Linked DNA regions of Mus musculus: region 2 is linked to region 1. A link is a contact called in public HiChIP or PLAC-seq data. All regions are on one chromosome and are shown on one strand. Each heading gives the region's core, a stretch centred on a gene start, on an enhancer-like site or on the middle of the called end of the contact. The rest is flanking DNA. Distances are from core to core; before and after follow the strand shown.

What was found. HiChIP or PLAC-seq counts read pairs in DNA pulled down with a chosen protein or histone mark.
Region 2: a contact with region 1 is called in an H3K4me3 HiChIP or PLAC-seq map of the SCID.adh cell line, with 14 read pairs. The contact joins the enhancer-like site here to the promoter of 3110070M22Rik in region 1. A contact is called at or near these places in 5 of 39 promoter capture datasets (the C10 cell line, the HPC-7 cell line and embryonic stem cells), 1 of 484 Hi-C or Micro-C datasets (pancreatic cancer cells), 9 of 115 datasets of contacts at active chromatin or transcription factors (the SCID.adh cell line, embryonic stem cells, epiblast stem cells and 2 more) and 2 of 9 other capture datasets (embryonic tail and pancreatic islet).

The regions. Positions count from the first base shown.
Region 1 is chr13:119,486,252-119,490,733 of GRCm38.p6, reverse strand. It overlaps 3110070M22Rik (RIKEN cDNA 3110070M22 gene), which reads left to right and starts at 2,350. Exons shown (of 1, transcript NR_027974.1): 1 at 2,350-3,477. It overlaps Tmem267 (transmembrane protein 267), which reads right to left and starts at 2,261. Exons shown (of 3, transcript NM_001177666.2): 1 at 1,740-2,261.
Region 2 is chr13:119,730,972-119,735,453 of GRCm38.p6, reverse strand. All of the region lies in intron 1 of Nim1k (NIM1 serine/threonine protein kinase), which reads left to right. Among named protein-coding and RNA genes, the nearest start is that of Gm52026, 8.6 kb to the left of the region's middle. Within about 2 kb of position 1,698, at least 4 of the 459 cell types and tissues checked have an H3K27ac peak or open chromatin away from gene starts, as enhancers often do. A contact at or near this core is called in the SCID.adh cell line, where this site is marked.

The DNA of each region.
Region 1 (4,482 bases), core at 1,101-3,600:
CCTGGTCTAGGGGATCTGATACTTTCTTCTGGCCTCTATGGATGGATACGTATATGCACACACATGGTGCATATGCATATACAAATAAATACCTAAGTCTTTAAAAAAAAAGTCTCTTCCTTTTGGGAAAAGTGCTTGCCCCAATCCCTAAACTCTAGTGCCTGCCTCCCTAGCAGCAGTGTCTACTGTAGTGATCAGGGTCACCCAAGCTACGCCTGCCAGCCTCCTTTTCCTAAGTAAACCTGAGGTGGACTGGTCCACCTTCCCTTGGAGGCCACAGGCTTCAAGACACAAAAGAGCCGGGGACAAGAAAGCCCGAGAGAAGTCTTTAATCTGGGCATTCTGCAGGGACGGGTCTGCACGGTGTTCTGGGTCTACCTAGAGAGACCCTGTCTTTAAAAGTATCTCAAGAAAATACAAAGACAAAAAGCTAAGAACGAAGACATTAAATCCTTGGCTGCAGTGTCCGAGGTTTTCAAGCATGGCCTAGTTCTGTAGATCACACTTTGCTTCTCAGAGCTACTCTTCTAGCTCCCCAACAAACAACCCACTTTCTATTGCCCAGAACAGCAAACTCCAAACCTTAAGCTTATGTGAGAAGGGAAGGGGTCTGGAGAGATGCCGCAGCAGTTAAGACACAGCCTGCTCTTCCAGAGGACCTGACTTCAAGGCCCAGCAACCACATGGCGGCTCACAACCATCGGTAATGGGATCCGGTGCCCTCTTCTGGCCGGCAAGTACACACACAAATAGAGCACTCATATACATAGAATAAGTAAATCTTTTTTTTTTAAATAAGCAAGCATGATTCTGAGCTGAGTTCTAATCTGCCACAGCCTACTGAAATCAATAATCGGTCCACTTGTCAAACGCTTCAGTGCTGTGCCACATCTGAGCTTTAACATTTTTATTGTGTTTTTGGATGTTTGCCTGCATCTTGTGGTGCTTGTAGAGGTCAGAAGAGAGGACGGGACAGGAGTCACAGTCTTGTGAGCTGCCATGTGGGTGCTCGGAACTAAACCCGGGTCCCTGCACGAGCAGCCGGTCCCTCGTGTGGACAAACAGCCCACAGGTCTTCACGCTGATCTCTACTTTTCTGGATGTCTGACACTTTCACTTAGAAACGTTTTAAACAGAACCTAATGGCTCCTCGGCAGTTCAGTGGTTGTTTGCACGGTGTGTGTGTGTGTGTGTGTGTGTGTGTGTGTGTGTGAGTGTGTGTGTGTGTGTGTATGTGTGTGTGTGTGTGTGTGTGTGTGTATGTGTGTGTGTGTGTATGTGTGTGTGTGTGTGTGTATGTGTGTGTGTGTGTGTGTGTATGTGTGTGTGTGTGTATGTGTGTGTGTGTGTGTGTGTGTGTGTGTGTGTGTATGTGTGTGTGTGTGTGTGTATGTGTGTGTGTGTGTGTGTGTGTGTGTGTGTGTGTGGCATTTGGGAGTACAGAGTGCTGGATTCAGGTCTGTTGTCCCAGCACTCAGGGAACAATCACGAGCTCCGATAACATTCCCAGATCAACAGGAAGAGCACAAAGAGACCATGTCTCAAAAAGTGAACCATCAAGCAACATTATCACAACACACAAAAACACCCCCTGACCCAAACTGCCTTCATCCGGCTTTACAAACCGGTCCTCACACTATGGTTGCCGTGTCAGTCAACGCGTTTAAGTCGGGAGCCAAACTATCAAACGCAGATGTCGGATCTGGTGCTGATAATCAATACAAGGAGCAGACGCAAACCTCTTTTCACGTCAGCGTGACTCTGAGGCCATCCGGTCTCTCTCCGCGTGTGAAAGAGCGCCCGTGACGGCGACAGATACAATGGACAGTGAAGCGTTTCCACGTGTTTCTGTTCTGAGCCGACTCCTCCACGCGTGCTGTTCTGAGGTCCGTGGGATCGAGTAAGTTTTAGATTAAAAAGAATGGATTTCTACGATGTCGACTGTTAAACTGCACAGGAGGCCTCAGCTCTCCACCCGCCCACCGGCTCCCCGCTTCGCTTCGGGTTGGAAAAAGCGCAGAGCCGAGAAGAGCGGCGTCGACGGGGTCGGAGGGCGAGAGAGGGAGGGCAGGGGAGGGAGGGAGGGAGGGAGGGAGGGAGGGAGGGAGGGAGGGAGGGAGGGGTGAGGCTCTGAGAGGTTTCGAGTCCACCCTGAGCCCGCAGCCCCGGCCCGGGACTCGATCCTCCGCCTCGCCCGGCTCCGGCTCCCTCTGGACGCAGCGCGGTCCGGCCGTCCCTCCCCGCCCGGCGAGCCGCGGCTCGGCTCCACCCGGCGCGCCTCGCGGTAGGCGGGCGGACGACGGCGCCCCGCCCCTCGGCCGCACCATAGAGACGCGCGCGCCGCCGGCCAGAGCGGCCGAGTCCTCCGGGTCCCCGCGGACGCCGGGATGCGGGTCGCTCGCTGGATGAGCCTGAGCCGGTGGCCGCCCTGAGCTCTGCACGCCCTCAGAGCCCTCAGAGCCGGACGGAAACGTGGAAAACGTCCCGTCGGTGTCTGTGCTCATCGAGTCACCCCGCTCACCACGATGCTCACCTGTGGCGGCCGGGATGGAGAAGCCCCTCGCCGGCTGCAGGGCACACCGTGGGTCGGGGGCTCGACGGCTCAGACGTTCCTAACGTCCTGCAGTGGACGCCACAGGGCAGACGATGCAGGATCGCGCGACCTGTCAGACCAGACGCACCGCAGCGCTTCACCGCCCCCTTGGGGATTTCTCAAGGCTTTGCTACTCACCGGCGGGGGCGACACGGGCGATGGGAGGCGGCTGATCTCAGGACATCGAGGGCAAAGCAAGAAGGCTCAGCGGTTAAGAACACTGACTGCTCTTCATACAATGCATCCTGAATCCTTGTGTTGGGCTCGGCTACAGAATCGCTTCAGATGAACTATTCCAGCAGAGGGCCACAGTCATCCCCCTGCCTCACACAGTCACACAGCCACATCCCCCTGCCCCACACTCAATCAGCATCATCCCCCTGTGTCAGCGGGGGGATGTTAAGAACACTGACTGCTCTTCATACAATGCATCCTGAATCCTTGTGTTGGGCTCGGCTACAGAATCGCTTCAGATGAACTATTCCAGCAGAGGGCCACAGTCATCCCCCTGCGTCAGAAAATCACTCACAGAATCGCTTCAGATGAACTATTCCAGCAGAGGAGCTCCTTTACTGAAGGGCACTGACCAAGTGGAAATATGCTGGACACATAGTGATATATCTCAACTAGGAGAGGCTAACTTTAGTGAGGTAGTTGGGACGATCATAGATGGACTGGCCCAAGTTCAAGGCTGGATCATGACAAGAACTGTTGTGGACCAACCCTCAAGGGGAGGAAGACTCTTCAGGGGGGTTTAAACACCCCCCACCCTCCTGAGACCCGGCTTTCCTGCTTCCGGAGTTCCTGCTCTGGTTTTGGGGGGTCTTTTTCTCTGAGCCTCTGCCTCATGTGTTTCCTCACCCCCAGTAAACACTTTTCTTCAACTGCCGGGTCTGTCTGTGGCATGAGATTGCTCTGCTGCCCTTTGTGGGCTTCAGAGTTCCTGCGTATGAACAGAGAAAAACAAACCGGATCTGGACACCTAGCCTATATCATTTAGGTTGCAACAGGGTTGCTTTGGTCACTTTTCTTTTTTGATATACAGCTTTGCTTTTTATAGTTTGGATAGGGGAGGAAATGATGCCTCTTTTTTTTTTTTTTTTTTTTGGTTTTTCGAGACAGGGTTTTTCTGTGTAGCCCTGACTGTCCTCGAACTCAGAAATTCGTCTGCCTCTGCCTCCCAAGTGCTGGGATTAAAGGTGTGCACCACCACGCCCGGCTGACCCCTCTTTTTAAGAGGAGCCAGCGGTAGGTTCAAAACCCTCTGGGTATTTTTTAAATTACTTTTTATTTTTGTGAGATAATATTTCTCCTTTCTCTTTCCTCCCTCCAAGCCCTCTCATAAAAGCCCAGGAGGCCTCAACCCTAATCTTCCCTGGAGAAGAGTACACCAACTGTTTCTCCAAAACTACATAACCTGCCATCACACTTACGAGGAACAAAGGCTGAGCAGGTTGTATTTATTTAGGAATATATATTAATTTATGTATGTAACAACAATTAGTGTGTTGCTGCCCTCCAGACAGCTGAACACCTGCCCCCTCACTGCTGATATAACAAAGGGGGCTGAAAATTCTTTATTTTTTTATGTATGTGAGTACACTGTAGCTCTCTTCAGACACACCAGAAGAGGGCATCAGATCCCATTACAGATGGTTGTGTGCAATCATGTGGTTGCTGGGAACTGAACAGACCCCATCCTTTGTTTCAGCTGGATTATGTTGCAAAGCCAGCTCAGGTGGCAGTCTACAGTAGGAAATTGCAGGTGTGGCTAGGTGGAAGACTCCACCTCGGTGGTTAAGGTCCAACTGTGGCAAACCTTACCCTTAAGGTCTGTTTAGCTTGCTCAAGGTTGGTGGAAGGTTATAGCTATCCTTCCTCTACTGGAG
Region 2 (4,482 bases), core at 449-2,948, 250 kb before region 1:
AGTTCGAGGCCGGCCTGGTCTACAAAGTGAGTTCCAGGACAGCCAGGGCTATACAGAGAAACTCTGTCTCAAAAAAACAAAAAAACAAACAAAACAAACAAACAAAAAAAAAAAAAACAAAAAACCTACAGTATTTTTTGTAAGTGAGTAGAAACAGTAATTTTGCATTAAAGATACTGGAGAGAGAGAGAGAGAGAGAGAGAATGCAAAGCTTTAAATTCCTTTTCTCTAAAGCTTGTATACTATAAAGGGAAGACACACTGACCAAATACAGACAAAATTTAAAGCCAATGAAGTTTACACTGTTATAAAACTTACGGTCTTATAGGAAAAGTAAGATGGCTGGCCTGGCAAGATGGCTCAGTGGGTAACAGCACTTGCTGTGACCTGAATTCAACCCCCCATAATCCATGTAGGAGAGATCTGAATCCACACATGTCCACACATACATATTCTGTGATAAATAAAATTGTAACAGAAACATTTGAATAAATAAATAAATTGATGATACTGTTTTGCTCAGACTAGCTTGCTTACTCAGAAGTTATAATGTCATTCTTTCTCTTTTTTTTTGATCACCATTCTTTCTTCCACAGAATTAGATATAGTTAAGATTTGTGGGGTTTGATTACACAAAGGAATACATATTTGAATTATTCTGCAGTCCCAGGTAATTGAATTCTGAAGTCCTTGACCTATCCTTTATTGTCTGTCTTTATCCAGCCTCTGTATCTATCTCTGTATAAACAGATACATACATGTAGACAGATACAAATTTTCAATTATAGAAGTAGTTATGCATGTTGTAAAATGATTATACAATATGGAATCTGAAGTAAAAAAAAATCAAGACATCTCCTTGTTGTAACCCTCAGGTTGATTAAAGAATGCAGAGTCTGAGCCGGACAGCTTCCTGCTCCCCTCCCGCCTTTTGGGAGCAGGGATATGTGCATGTTTTTTGAGATAGAGGCTTGTTATGTAGACCAGACTGTATTACAGCTGACAAACTTTCAATGCCCCTGCCTCAACCTCTTGGGTGCCAGAATTCGAGGCATGCACCACCAAGCCCCACCTGTCTGCTTTCCCTTGCTGTGATAAAATACTTGTGGTAAATTAATAGAGAAAACATTATTTTGGTTCACAGTTTCAGGAGTTTCAATTGACGATCACTTGCCCGTGTTGGTTTGGGCCTGTGGCACCTCACAGTACATCGTGATAGTGTTTGAACTTCTCTCTGTAGCTCTGTCAGTCTCAGGATTTAGCTTCCATCTTGGTCTAAATGGTCATTTCTATTACACTATTGTGTCCACATTCCAGCCAACCTGAAGATAGAAAAATGTGAGAGGATGGGGTATGCCTTGCTCTCTTTAAGGCAGTTGCCTAACAACTGCATTTATTACTTCTGTTCAGAGTCCAGACTAAAACTCAGACACACAGCCAAACCCAGCTACAGCGGAAATTGGAAAGAGCAGCCTTCAGCCGTATAGCAGCGTGCCCACCCAAAGTGTCTCTGTTCCAAGACAGTGGTTTTCAAAACTGGCTGTACATTGAATCACTAAGAAACCCTGAAAAACAAAGACTGGAGGAGTAACTTGCCTAGCATGCACGAGGCCCTGGATTTGATCTCCAACACTGACCTCAAGTGTGTTGCCTGTTCTGTGTGCAGGAGTCAATGACAGATGGGGAGACTCATCCAAGTTTCAAGTGCACCTGGAATTTCTGATAATAGAAGTGTTTGCTCTGCAGTAGTCTTTCCTCACCCAGAGCAGTAATCCTACTGTTTGTGAACAATAGATTTGCCTTAGTTTGGTTCAAATAGAGCTAAATGCCCTAATCCCTGTTACTCTCCCTGTCTTCCAGAATATATCCCACTAGGGCCAAGTGAAGTTAGTTACAGAACTGTAAAAGAGAGCAGTTTGGGCTTTGATGTGCAAACATTTTAATCCCCTAAAAATAAACTGTGTGTTGCAAATAAGTACAAGTGTTCCCACACTGCTTCCTAAATTAGCCTTTTCTGGGGACACAGAGAATGTGTTTATTTTTTCTGCTCAGGGATACCTGTTTGTGGTTCAGTGCATGGCAGGTTCAGGTTCATGACACATCTCCATGTCTCTCTCTCTCTCTCTCTCTCTCTCTCTCTCTCTCTCTCTCACACACACACACACACACACACACACACACACACACACACACACCCCACTTGTCTGAAGGCAAGCACTGTCTCAAAAAGGTGCTAGGAGGGTTTATGTTTGGAAATGGAACTAAAATGCATCCAGGAGCCTGAAATTCTTCTTTTGGATCTTGGCCTTTTCCATTCTTGTTTGTTTGAAATGCACGGTTGAGAGGTGACCTAGACACTCAGTTCTCACCCCCCAAGAAGCCAACTCAAAGGCGAGTTTGTTAACTTTGGTTGCCTTTAGATTTTATTTATTTAATCCATAGAAGGGGACTGAAGAGTGCTCACTTTACAGTGTTGTCAGGGTTTCCATTCCTGGGGGATATGTCAGAGGCTGAGATGAGGGGTGAGAGGCTGAGGTGAGGGGACTTCCTCCAGCTCTCTCCATCTCGTGTTTTTCCAAGACAATGTCTCTCACTAAACTTGGAGCTCCTTGTTTTAGTTAGCTGGCTGGCCAGTGTGCCCCTAGGGTCTCTCTTTCTCTGCATCCGAAGCGCTAGGGGCATAGATGCTCACGACGGCATCCAGCTTTTGCACAGAGGCTGGTAGTCCAAATTCATGTCCTCGTGCTTGAATACGAAGCACTTTACCCACTGAATCATCTCCCCCATCCCGACACAGTATGATTTTTAAGTAGTCACTAAAGTTTGCTCTGTCAAAGAATAGAATAGCTGTTGACTAAAAAGTGCTAGACATTTTACACCAGACAATGCCCTGTTGAATGACCTCCACATGCACACACACACACACACACACACACACACACACACACACACACCCCTCTGGTCCAAATTTTCAATTTTGTCTACTCATGTTTTAAAAATATTTAATCCACCACTTAAAGACTTAGAGAGTTTATTTAAAAACAAAAACAAACTCTCAGTTGCCAGTTTCTTTGGGGAATTACAAGACTTGACAAACATACATTAGCATTTGAGCATGGCTTCCCAACTGGGGGGAAGCAAGGGCTGCCTTGGCATGCTGGGCACGGGTACCTAGAAGGGTCATCCGTATAAAAGTCCTTCCTGTGCCACCCTCACAGACATTTCAGTCTGTGATCTTGATAGTCACGGGACTCTCCACTGTGGTAGAACTCAATACTGAAAAGAGCTGGTGTAGGCCCAGCAGAGTGAGCAGGCTGGCCATGGATTGTGAGTGTGGGTGGAAGCATCCTGTGCTATCAAGTGTTACAGCGTAGTAGCGCTGCCCTCACACAGAAACAGTTTACACTGATTTTGTATTTGCTTCAGAACCTCCTCACTGCTCCCCTATGGGGAATCTCAGTGCATATATGTTGGGAAATAGGAGCTAAGGCCAAAAGTAATATGGTTCAAATGATTTCTAAATGCTAAAATAAACTTCCAAATGGACTGTATTTGTTAACGATCTCTGTGAGGGTGTGACGTGTCTGAGAAGGCTTACAACCACAGTCTGATTATCACCCAATCTCCTTGCCACACATAGAAATAAATAAATAAATAAATAAATAAATAAATAAATAAATCACCCAGCATTTCCCCTAAGCAAGCCTGGCCCTGCCAGCCAACAAAGGAATTGTCTGAAAGCTTTGCCCAGAAGTTTAGAAATGGAGACAAAGAGAACAAAGGCAAGATGGCTTCCTTTGATATTATCTTCACAGCGTGTTGCAAGTCAAGAAAATAAATTACCAAGGAAGTTCTGTTTTCTTTCATCTTATTTAACGCATCACTGTGCTGCGGCGGCAAGCTAATAATTAAGTGGCATTCTGCCTCCTCCTCGGATACTTTGATGTACGATGACTGACTCCATATATTTGTCTGGTTGAGATTCTAAGCTCTTATTAGCATCCATAAAAACTGGCCAAAATCAAAGGGGCAAAGGACAAGAACAACAGCAGAAACTACCTGCATCTGAAAAATGGGAGACTTCGCCTGAAATTAATCATGTCTTAATTCCATTATTCTGTCTAATTTTCAACATGATCTAGCTTGATGTCTGGGGAGACTAGTAAAAAGCAGTCAGGCGATTACTGTTGGTAGCAGTTCTTTAAACTCTAAGTGGAATTTCTATTGGCAGACCCAATGTAAGTCTCCAGTTGGTGGTGACGGGGGTGGGGATAGGAGTGGGGGGTGGGAGGAAACAGAACTTTGCAAAATGAATCTGTATTCACCCGTGGACATATACAGTGACGCAGATTTACCATTCCTATTCATTCTTTAATTCAGATTTTCATTCATGTAGAGTGTGAGGGTGTAGAGTTTCTCCTCACTCATAACTCTCTCTCTCTCTCTCTCTCTCTCTCTCTCTCTCTCTCTCTCTCTCTCTGG